Regions from separate parts of the Zea mays genome. Here regions 1 and 2 are each linked to region 3. Evidence: chromatin contacts called from public Hi-C data. All regions are on one chromosome and are shown on one strand. Each heading gives the region's core, a stretch centred on a gene start, on an enhancer-like site or on the middle of the called end of the contact. The rest is flanking DNA. Distances are from core to core; before and after follow the strand shown.

The links. Hi-C and Micro-C count contacts between places; a contact is called where the count stands out from the background.
Region 1: a contact with region 3 is called in a Hi-C map of ear, with 2.5 times the contacts expected there. The contact joins the promoter of LOC100284757 here to the promoter of LOC100286013 in region 3. A contact is called at or near these places in 3 of 25 Hi-C or Micro-C datasets (ear, leaf and tassel).
Region 2: a Hi-C map of leaf shows a contact between it and region 3, with 7 times the contacts expected there. The contact joins the promoter of LOC100284035 here to the promoter of LOC100286013 in region 3. A contact is called at or near these places in 5 of 25 Hi-C or Micro-C datasets (bundle sheath, endosperm, leaf and 1 more).

Annotation. Positions count from the first base shown.
Region 1 is chr4:203,762,648-203,765,347 of Zm-B73-REFERENCE-NAM-5.0, forward strand. LOC100284757 (fasciclin-like arabinogalactan protein 10) reads left to right here and starts at 1,413. Exons shown (of 1, transcript NM_001157652.2): 1 at 1,413-2,544. The coding sequence starts at 1,594. The coding sequence ends at 2,397.
Region 2 is chr4:203,492,825-203,495,524 of Zm-B73-REFERENCE-NAM-5.0, forward strand. LOC100284035 reads right to left here and starts at 1,362. Exons shown (of 6, transcript NM_001156933.2): 1 at 796-1,362. The coding sequence starts at 1,127.
Region 3 is chr4:203,622,823-203,625,522 of Zm-B73-REFERENCE-NAM-5.0, forward strand. It overlaps LOC100286013 (zinc finger protein ZAT3), which reads right to left and starts at 1,368. Exons shown (of 1, transcript XM_020551970.2): 1 at 357-1,368. The coding sequence starts at 1,292. The coding sequence ends at 477.

The DNA of each region.
Region 1 (2,700 bases), core at 163-2,662, 140 kb after region 3:
CGACTGTTTGGAATACCGTAGAATATTCCGGACAGGAGAGCTTTTTGGAGAATTCACCTGTGCACGACCGTCCGGACCCTTCCGACGGACCGTCTGCGACACCTCGGTGAGCCTTGGGCAGAAACTGTGCAAAACTCACATCCCTACTACGGATTGTTCGACAGATAAGTGGGTACCGTCCAACACCATGTGCGGACTGTCTGGCCTCAAGCGTGGATCGTCTGCCCATTGGAAACCAGAGAAACCCGAAAGTGCCAAGTTCGGTAAAAAGGAATTATAGTGTTCTCACGGACTGTCTAGGGTGCACGGCCGAACTGTCCGCGATGGCTTTATTTGACATCTGACGACGCATTTAATGCACTTATAGTCGTTGATATAGCCATTACTATTGATAATTGTGATTTTAGTCGTTGATGTGCAGGGGCGGACCGTCTGGGCCAGGAGCGCGGAACGTCCGCGGTTGGCAAAAAGTGGGCAACAACTAGGAAGTGGTTGGTGGCACAACACATCGAATGGGCACTTGGGTCTCTACAGTGACTCGTACATCGGTACGACGAAACGGTGCACCATACCGAGTGTGCGCCTGTGCACGCTGGCAGGTGATGAAGGCCCATGACAACAGGAGAAGCCACGCCCCATACGACCGCACTTTAAGACTGATCCGTGGAACCCATTACAAATATGTCAGCGATGGACTCGCTACAAGAGCCAAAGCAACAGGAAAGGACGATGCCGTGTCAGGAGTACAGCTACGCACGACCCTACGAAGGACCCACCACGCCAACCCAGGGAGCAGATCTCTCTCTCTCTCTCTTTCCAGTAGAGTACAAGTCCCACTATAACGTCCTACCCTTGAGATATAAAAGGGAAGCAATACTACGACTAACACTATACTGGAGTAGGGTGCGAACTCGAACTAATATAAACCACATGTCTTAGATCTCTCACCGAGTCCCAGAGACTCACCATTCCGAGTGAGTCTGCGAGCTCTCAGCCGAACAAATCTCATTGTTCTCTGGTTTTCGAAACCATGATACCTCCTAAGATAAAAAATTTTATGTGGTTCTTAGAAAATAATGTGCTTTGAACCAAAAATAACTTGATCAAAAGAAACCGGAATGGAGATGCTTCCTAATGTTTTTTGTGATCATATGGAATCTGTGGATCATATGTTTCTCAAATGTTCTATCTCTAGAGTAATTTGGGGAGCGGTGGCAAAGTGGTTGAACTCTGGTAACATTCCTGCAGATCTTAAGCAATGCTAGAAATCAGGAAATGGTTATCTGTTTGTGCTCATGAAATTCAAAATATTCATACAATAGCTGTATCCTGTGCTGCTGGCTGGTCCCTCCCTTCTCCGGCCGTACTCCCAGCCTGTCTTTTGTCGTCCTCTTTCATTTCTTTGTCTCCTTCCTCTAGCCTGGTTTCTTTGTGGCGATGAGCTGAGCAACAAGTCTGGTTTGTGTGAAGGTATTTCTTTCTGTAAAATCACAAAGCCAGCCCATCACCTCAGTCCTCACACTGACATTTCACTCTCGGCTGCTGGAGTGTCGGCCGCTGCCATCTGCCTGCCGCTCACTCCCACGCGCCGCAATGTGCCACTCCCCACTCGGCGCCGCCACCACCACCGCGGGGGCGCTAGCGCTCCTCTTCCTCCTGCCGCTAGCCTCGGCCGCCGCCGCCGGCGGCGGCACCGCGGCGAAGGCGACGCCCAACATCACGGCGCTCATGTCCAAGGGCGGGTGCAAGGCGTTCGCGTCGCTGCTGGACAAGTCCCCCGACGCTCTGTCGGCGTTCGAGTCGGCGGTGAGCGGCGGCGTGACGGCGTTCTGCCCGACGGACGAGGCCGTGCGCGGGTTCATGCCCAGCTACCGGAACCTGAGCGCGGACGGCAAGGCGTCGCTGCTGCTGTTCCACGCGGTGCCCGTGTACTACACGCTGCGGGGCCTGAAATCCAGCAACGGGCCCATGAACACGCTGGCCACCGACGGCGCCGCCAGCAACTACAACCTGACGGTGCAGAACGCGGGCGACCAGGTGACGCTGCGGACGCCGGCGGCCGACGCGCCGGCCCGCGTGCGCTCCACCGTCTACGACAGGGACCCCGTCGCCATCTACGCCGTGGACGCGGTGCTGGAGCCCGTGGAGCTGTTCGACCCCGTGGCGGACGCGCCGACCCCTGCGCCCGCGCCGGCGCCGGCGCTGGCGCCTAGGTCCGCCAAGCGGACGCGGCACCAGCGGCGGCGCGGAGCGGACGCGCCTGGCCCGGCCGCCGCCGACGCCTCGCCGGCCGACCAGAGGAAGGACTACAAGAAGAACGCGGCGGCCCCGTGCCGCACGCGGTGGCTCGCGACCGCCGCCGCCGCTATCGCCGTGGCCGCCGCCTTGGCTGCTTAGGGCGGGGTGGTTTAAAGATTGCTCGGCCACCCAGCTGTTGTCTTTGGATGGAGACGCCATGCCTTTTTGGTTCTTGGTCATGCTCGGTTGCTTATTACTTCATCGATTACTGCCGTTGTTAGTATGAAGTATGAACAAGGTCGATATGTGACCTGGTGGTGTACATCAAAACTCAAATCTTGTTGATTCGTAAGGGCGTGGCCAGGTTTGGTTATGCTGACTCAGAGAGAGCGAGCAGTTCATTCTTCTAGCTGCAATGGGTGTGTAGAGAGCAGAGGTTCCATATCCATGGTCGACGAGCAG
Region 2 (2,700 bases), core at 112-2,611, 130 kb before region 3:
ACTCTATCCTACCCAAAAAAAAAGTGGCCATAACATCTCCACCTCAAACGGAGACAAAAGACAAAAAAAAGAAAGAAAAATCAAACACGATATTTTTACAAGTGGAGGATTGTCAGATTGGCATTAAATCGATTGTAAAATGATTGTAAGAAAAAAAATATGGAATTTTCTGCAGCAGTAACAGCACCAACAAAATTTACATCAGTTGCACCAACCTAATATATATATATATATATATATATATATATATATATATATATATATATATATATATATATATATATATATATATATATATGGCAAACAAAATCTTAGCCAAATAGCATGCCGCACCCCTCTCTCATCAATCAGACAAAAATCTGATGTTCCTAAAAAATAAGGGGTATCAAGTGCAAAAGAATCAGGAGTATCAATTGCGCATGATAAATCTTTAATAAGAAATCGAACCCTACTACCCATTCAAATCAAATATACTATAAGCTAATCAAAGCAATGGATGCGAATCGAAGTAGCAGCACATGATTGCCCAGCTCAATAACAGTAGAAGGACATGTATGATCACTACGTTCATCATGTTCAATTCATCACTCAGGCAGAAAACCCAATAATAAGTTTTCAGAAGACCATTTGTTCCCCGGGAAAAAAAATTCGTTTCTTTTCACAAGATCATCATCCATTCCATTCCAGAAATAACTAAAAATAAAGCAGTAATCTATCTTGGTTCCGTCCAACCAAGTCAAAAGCATCGCCGGAGAAAGCAGTCAACCACACTGACAGAGCTTCATCATCACTCACCCCATGAGGTTGACGTGGAGTCGTTCGCTGAGCTCGACGAAGATGCCGTACATCTTGCCGAGGTCGGCGGCGTTGCCGTGGGAGAAGAGGAGGGTGAGGCTAGCCCCGGGGTGCCGCACGTAGACGGCGATGATGTCGGAGCCCCGCCGCGTGCGCACCCGCCTCGCCTCCACGCCCACGCTCCACCGCACGCCCGTCATCGCCACCCTCCTCGTTGTTGCCACCTTGTTGCACGCCGCGTCCTCGTCCTCCTCGTCCACCACGCCGTAAGACGGCGGGTCGGGAGGGAAGAAGGCCATCTTAGAGGCCACGGACGAAGTCACTCCACCCATATCCAACCAAGCAACCTCAGGCCTCCGGCCGCTGCGGCCGCAGCCGCATCAGGGTCTTCTTATCTCCGGCCGGCCGGTAAGGTGGAGGCGGCGTGGCAGCCTGGATGGAAGGGAGGGAGAGAGAGAGAGAGAGAGGTCCGGGGGCTTCAACTTCACGGGCAGCAGATTGTTTTAGAGGCCCAATTGGAAAGTTTCCAGCTCGGAGCTGCACCACGGAAGGACGTGCATGGAATTGTTGTGTTCTTCAGGGATCTGAGTAGAAATAGTCGAGTCTCCTCCGGGGTTTATCGGAGGGGAAGGGGAGAGGGGGTTAAAGATTGGCGCGGAATTAGGGGGCGGAGCCGCGGAGTTGCCTCGCCGGGAGAGGAAGGCTGTCACGTGACCACACAAAGGAAAGCACGTGAGGTCCTACTTTTTACAAGTATTCTTCCTAAAAGATCAATACATGTAATTCCTGCATTGCCTTTCTTTGATCCGGGGCTATAAATGTCCAGAGATTTGGGCTTTGTACTATGCCAATGCTTAATTGCTTGTTGCTAAATATGGAGTGTAAGATCATACCATTATCAATATTACTACTACTACTATTAATCTACTATATTGCAATGAAATATAAGATTTCCTTCTTTTATTTTTTTCGAACAAACACCCTCTCTTTAGACTTTAGTCCCTTTTTTTGTGCATACGACATGCATGGTCCATGTAAATTGGGTGTTCCATCCATGATTTCTGTCCGGCCGGGTCCTGCTGCTGAGGATTGGATCCAGTGTAAGCTGTGCCGGCGACATGGAAATGGAGTTGGCTTTGGCTGTCATGCATGGCCACTATATATTGGGTCCCTTCACCCAGCTCACTCTTTCAGGTTGTTCCGGCCGGCAATCCTGCCATGATCATGCATACATGCTGTATTTTCGTCATATCATTGCCTGAATATCTGTACTACTTATTAAGTAAGCAATAGTAGTCTGCCTCCCTCGTTCTGCCGTTCTGCCGTTAATCGATCTCGACCGTCCGTGTTGTCGTTAATCGATCTCGACCGTCCGTGTCACGGTAGTCGCCCGCGCTAGCCGCTCGCAATCCATCCGCCCGCGTGTGTCCTCCCTCTCTGGAACCGACGCCACGAGCAACCTCTCCCTCTCTGGAACCGACGCCGCCGCCCTCTCCCCCTCCCTCTCTCTCCGTCCCTCTCGTCTCGCTTCTTCCCCAACCTGCTCGGCTTCACCAGATCGCGCCGGACACGGTCGTTGGGCCGCCACCATGATCTCGACGCGGCTCGCTCTCGGCCACTCGGGTTGGTGGTGGTGAGAGGTCCACAGCCACGTCCTAACTCCACCACTTCTCTCCTCTACGACGCGAGCAAGGGCGGCACCGACTGCGGCGTCGGTGGGAACTGGACCTCGGCCTCCCCATCTCTCTGGTACGCGTCTTCTTTTGTCTCGCTCTGCGTTCGCCTCTACCATGGAGATTAGGGTCTAGGGTTTGGTGGCGCAGCCGCCTACATCACCGGCATCCTCAACGTCGCTGTCCTTGCTCTCAGGTATCCTCATGCCCACCCACCTCCCCTCCGCCTCGA
Region 3 (2,700 bases), core at 118-2,617:
AACAAATCACAATTCATAATTATATGCACACAACACAATCGTATTCACATATCATCGGTTGATATAAGTCGTGTCTAATCGTACTAGTCTATAGTGTTGGGGTGTCAGTTCCGACACGACATTGAACCCCGTACCGTACCAATATGAACACTATACAGATTGTATCATACCGTTCACTAGTTAAGTCCATTTAACACGATTAACTTGACCATCTATAATTAAAAGAGAAGCAAATAAAGCAATGGCACAACGGCCTGTCTTCGTCTCTTGGTAGATAGATTCCATTATATATATATCAACATATACACGGATATGTACAGACTTAGTAGTACACCACTGGAGACTTCAGTTTCAGTCCAGATAAAACAAGCCGCCGATTCAGATAGATCAGAAAAACTTGCTGATTTTTCCTGAATCAGGGTGTCAAGAGAAGACACAGACAAAGACGAACCTAGCTAGCCAGCAAAGCTAGCTCTCTATATCCCAAGCTTCAGATCTAACGTCGCGTCCAAGCTGCCATATCCATCGCTCTTTTGTGGCAATGGCGGCGGCAGGTTGAGGTCCAGCGTGGTGGCCGGCGCCGCTTGTGACGACGACGTTGCCGACGGGCTGCAGGCGCCAGGTGTTGCGATCGCAGCCACCGTCGTCGTCCCCTCCGCGCATGCCGTCGTCCTCTCCCAGTGGCACCGTTTGTGCCCGCCGAGAGCCTGCCCGGTCGCGAACCCCCGAGCGCAGACGCTACACTTGTGGTCGTCGTCACACCTTGGAACGGTGGGCGGCGGCGAAGAAGCCGACTTGCTGGCGCCGCAGGTCACCTTCTTGGCGCTAGGCGAGGCGCCAAGGACACTCTTCTTGCCCTTGCCAGCGCCGGCGGGGCGTCCGCCGCCGAGCATGAGCAGGCTCGTGGCGGTCTCGCGCTCCTGCTCGGTGAACTGCAGGTCCGCGGCGGCCACGACGGTCCGGTGTTGGCGGAAGTGCGGTGGCGTCATCCCGCGCCACTGACGCTCCGGGTGGCACCGCATGTGGCCGAACAGCGCCTTCCACGACGGGAACCGCTTGCCGCACTCGGTGCACGGCGGCGTGTCGTCCCCCGTGGGCGACGACCGCACCCGAGCGACGCCGCCGCCGTCGGGGGAGAGCGCGCGGACGACGAACACGGGAGGCGGAAGCGGAAGCGGAAGCGCGAGAGACAGCGTGAGCATCGTGTCGTGGTGGGGCGCCGCCGGCAGCGGCAGTGGCTGCGGAGGACGACGAGCAGGAGCAGCCGCGGCAGGCCGGACCGGAGTGGCCATGGCGAACCACCAAGGATTGATCGATCGGGGAGGCTGGGCGACGAGGGAAGTGGAAGTTGCATTTGCGAAGGGAGCGGGGGCGATATGTAATGTACGGACGCGCTCCTGCTGTGGCGGTTGCCGACTTGACGGCCGGCGGCGGTTGCTTGCTACCCAGCGTGCATCTTGGACATGGAAGAAAACGCCTTCGGGCTTGCCGTTGCCGGCTAGGCTTGCTTCTTTTCCGCCTATCCGTTATTAATTGGGCCAAGGAGAGCTAACATTGGAGTACCATGATTGATTCGTTTGCTGCAAGTTTATACAAGAGCCCAGCCCATGCATTCCCAGGCCGGCCAGCCTTTGTGTCGTCCCTGCACTAGCTGGGCCTCTTTTTGCGCTTGCCTTGTACGTTTTTTAGCCTTGAATACGAGCAAAACACAGAGTGCAGAGTGCGGTATGATAATCTACGAATACAAAAACAGCACACAATCAAATTTTATATCCATAAAAAACAAATTTAATATCAGATTTTAAAATGATAAAACAAGCATTACATTTTATTTTAGTCAGAAGACCGAAAAAATGTATCAGCTTTTTTATAGCTCGCTCAGTCGCTCGTCGCCTTCTAGCGAGATGGTACTATATGAGAGCGATGTGTTGCGTGTGGGTATGCGAGAAGCATGAAGAGGAACGGATCTATGCGCTTCACAAATAATACACGAAACTGGTACTTTAAAGGAGTAGAGACTAGCAAAGTTCTCATGTGTTGTTACGGTTTCCATTTAGGCATTGTTTGGGAGAAGGGGATTGGAGGGAATCAAATGAGGCTAAAATCACCTTACTTTTTAAAATTAAATAGTAAAAAGGTATTAGCCCCTTCAATCTTCTCTAGTTCTATTACTCTCAAACAAGCATTTATGTTTAAATATAGAATATAAAACATAGATACGTGTGTTCTGTTAGTTTGGTGGGTTAGTTTGGTGGGTGTGAATATTGATTTGGAACCAGCAATTATAGCTCAAATATCTATTTGAGCATAATTTTAACTTTATTATCATTTAAATGTGCGGGAGTAGGACAACGATTAAAACTGATGTAGATAGATAGAAGAGATAGCAGAAAATACTATCTCATCCCGTAAATAGTGCAATCTCACCCACGCTGTGTTGAGCACGGCCTGAACATATTATGCTATTCAACATAATCTGCAGGGAGGCTTGCCCTTCTGATTCATGTTCGGAGTTCAAGTCGTCTTACGATTCGTTCCTTTGTACTCACGGACTCACGATAGGGTCTAACTTTATACGTATTTTAGGCAAAATGTACACATGTATATATAGTTTTGACAGTACAAAATTAGATAGTGAGTGTTAAGCCATGGCATGACTTGCTTGAGCAAAGACATTGAATCTAGCTTCTAGTGCAGACG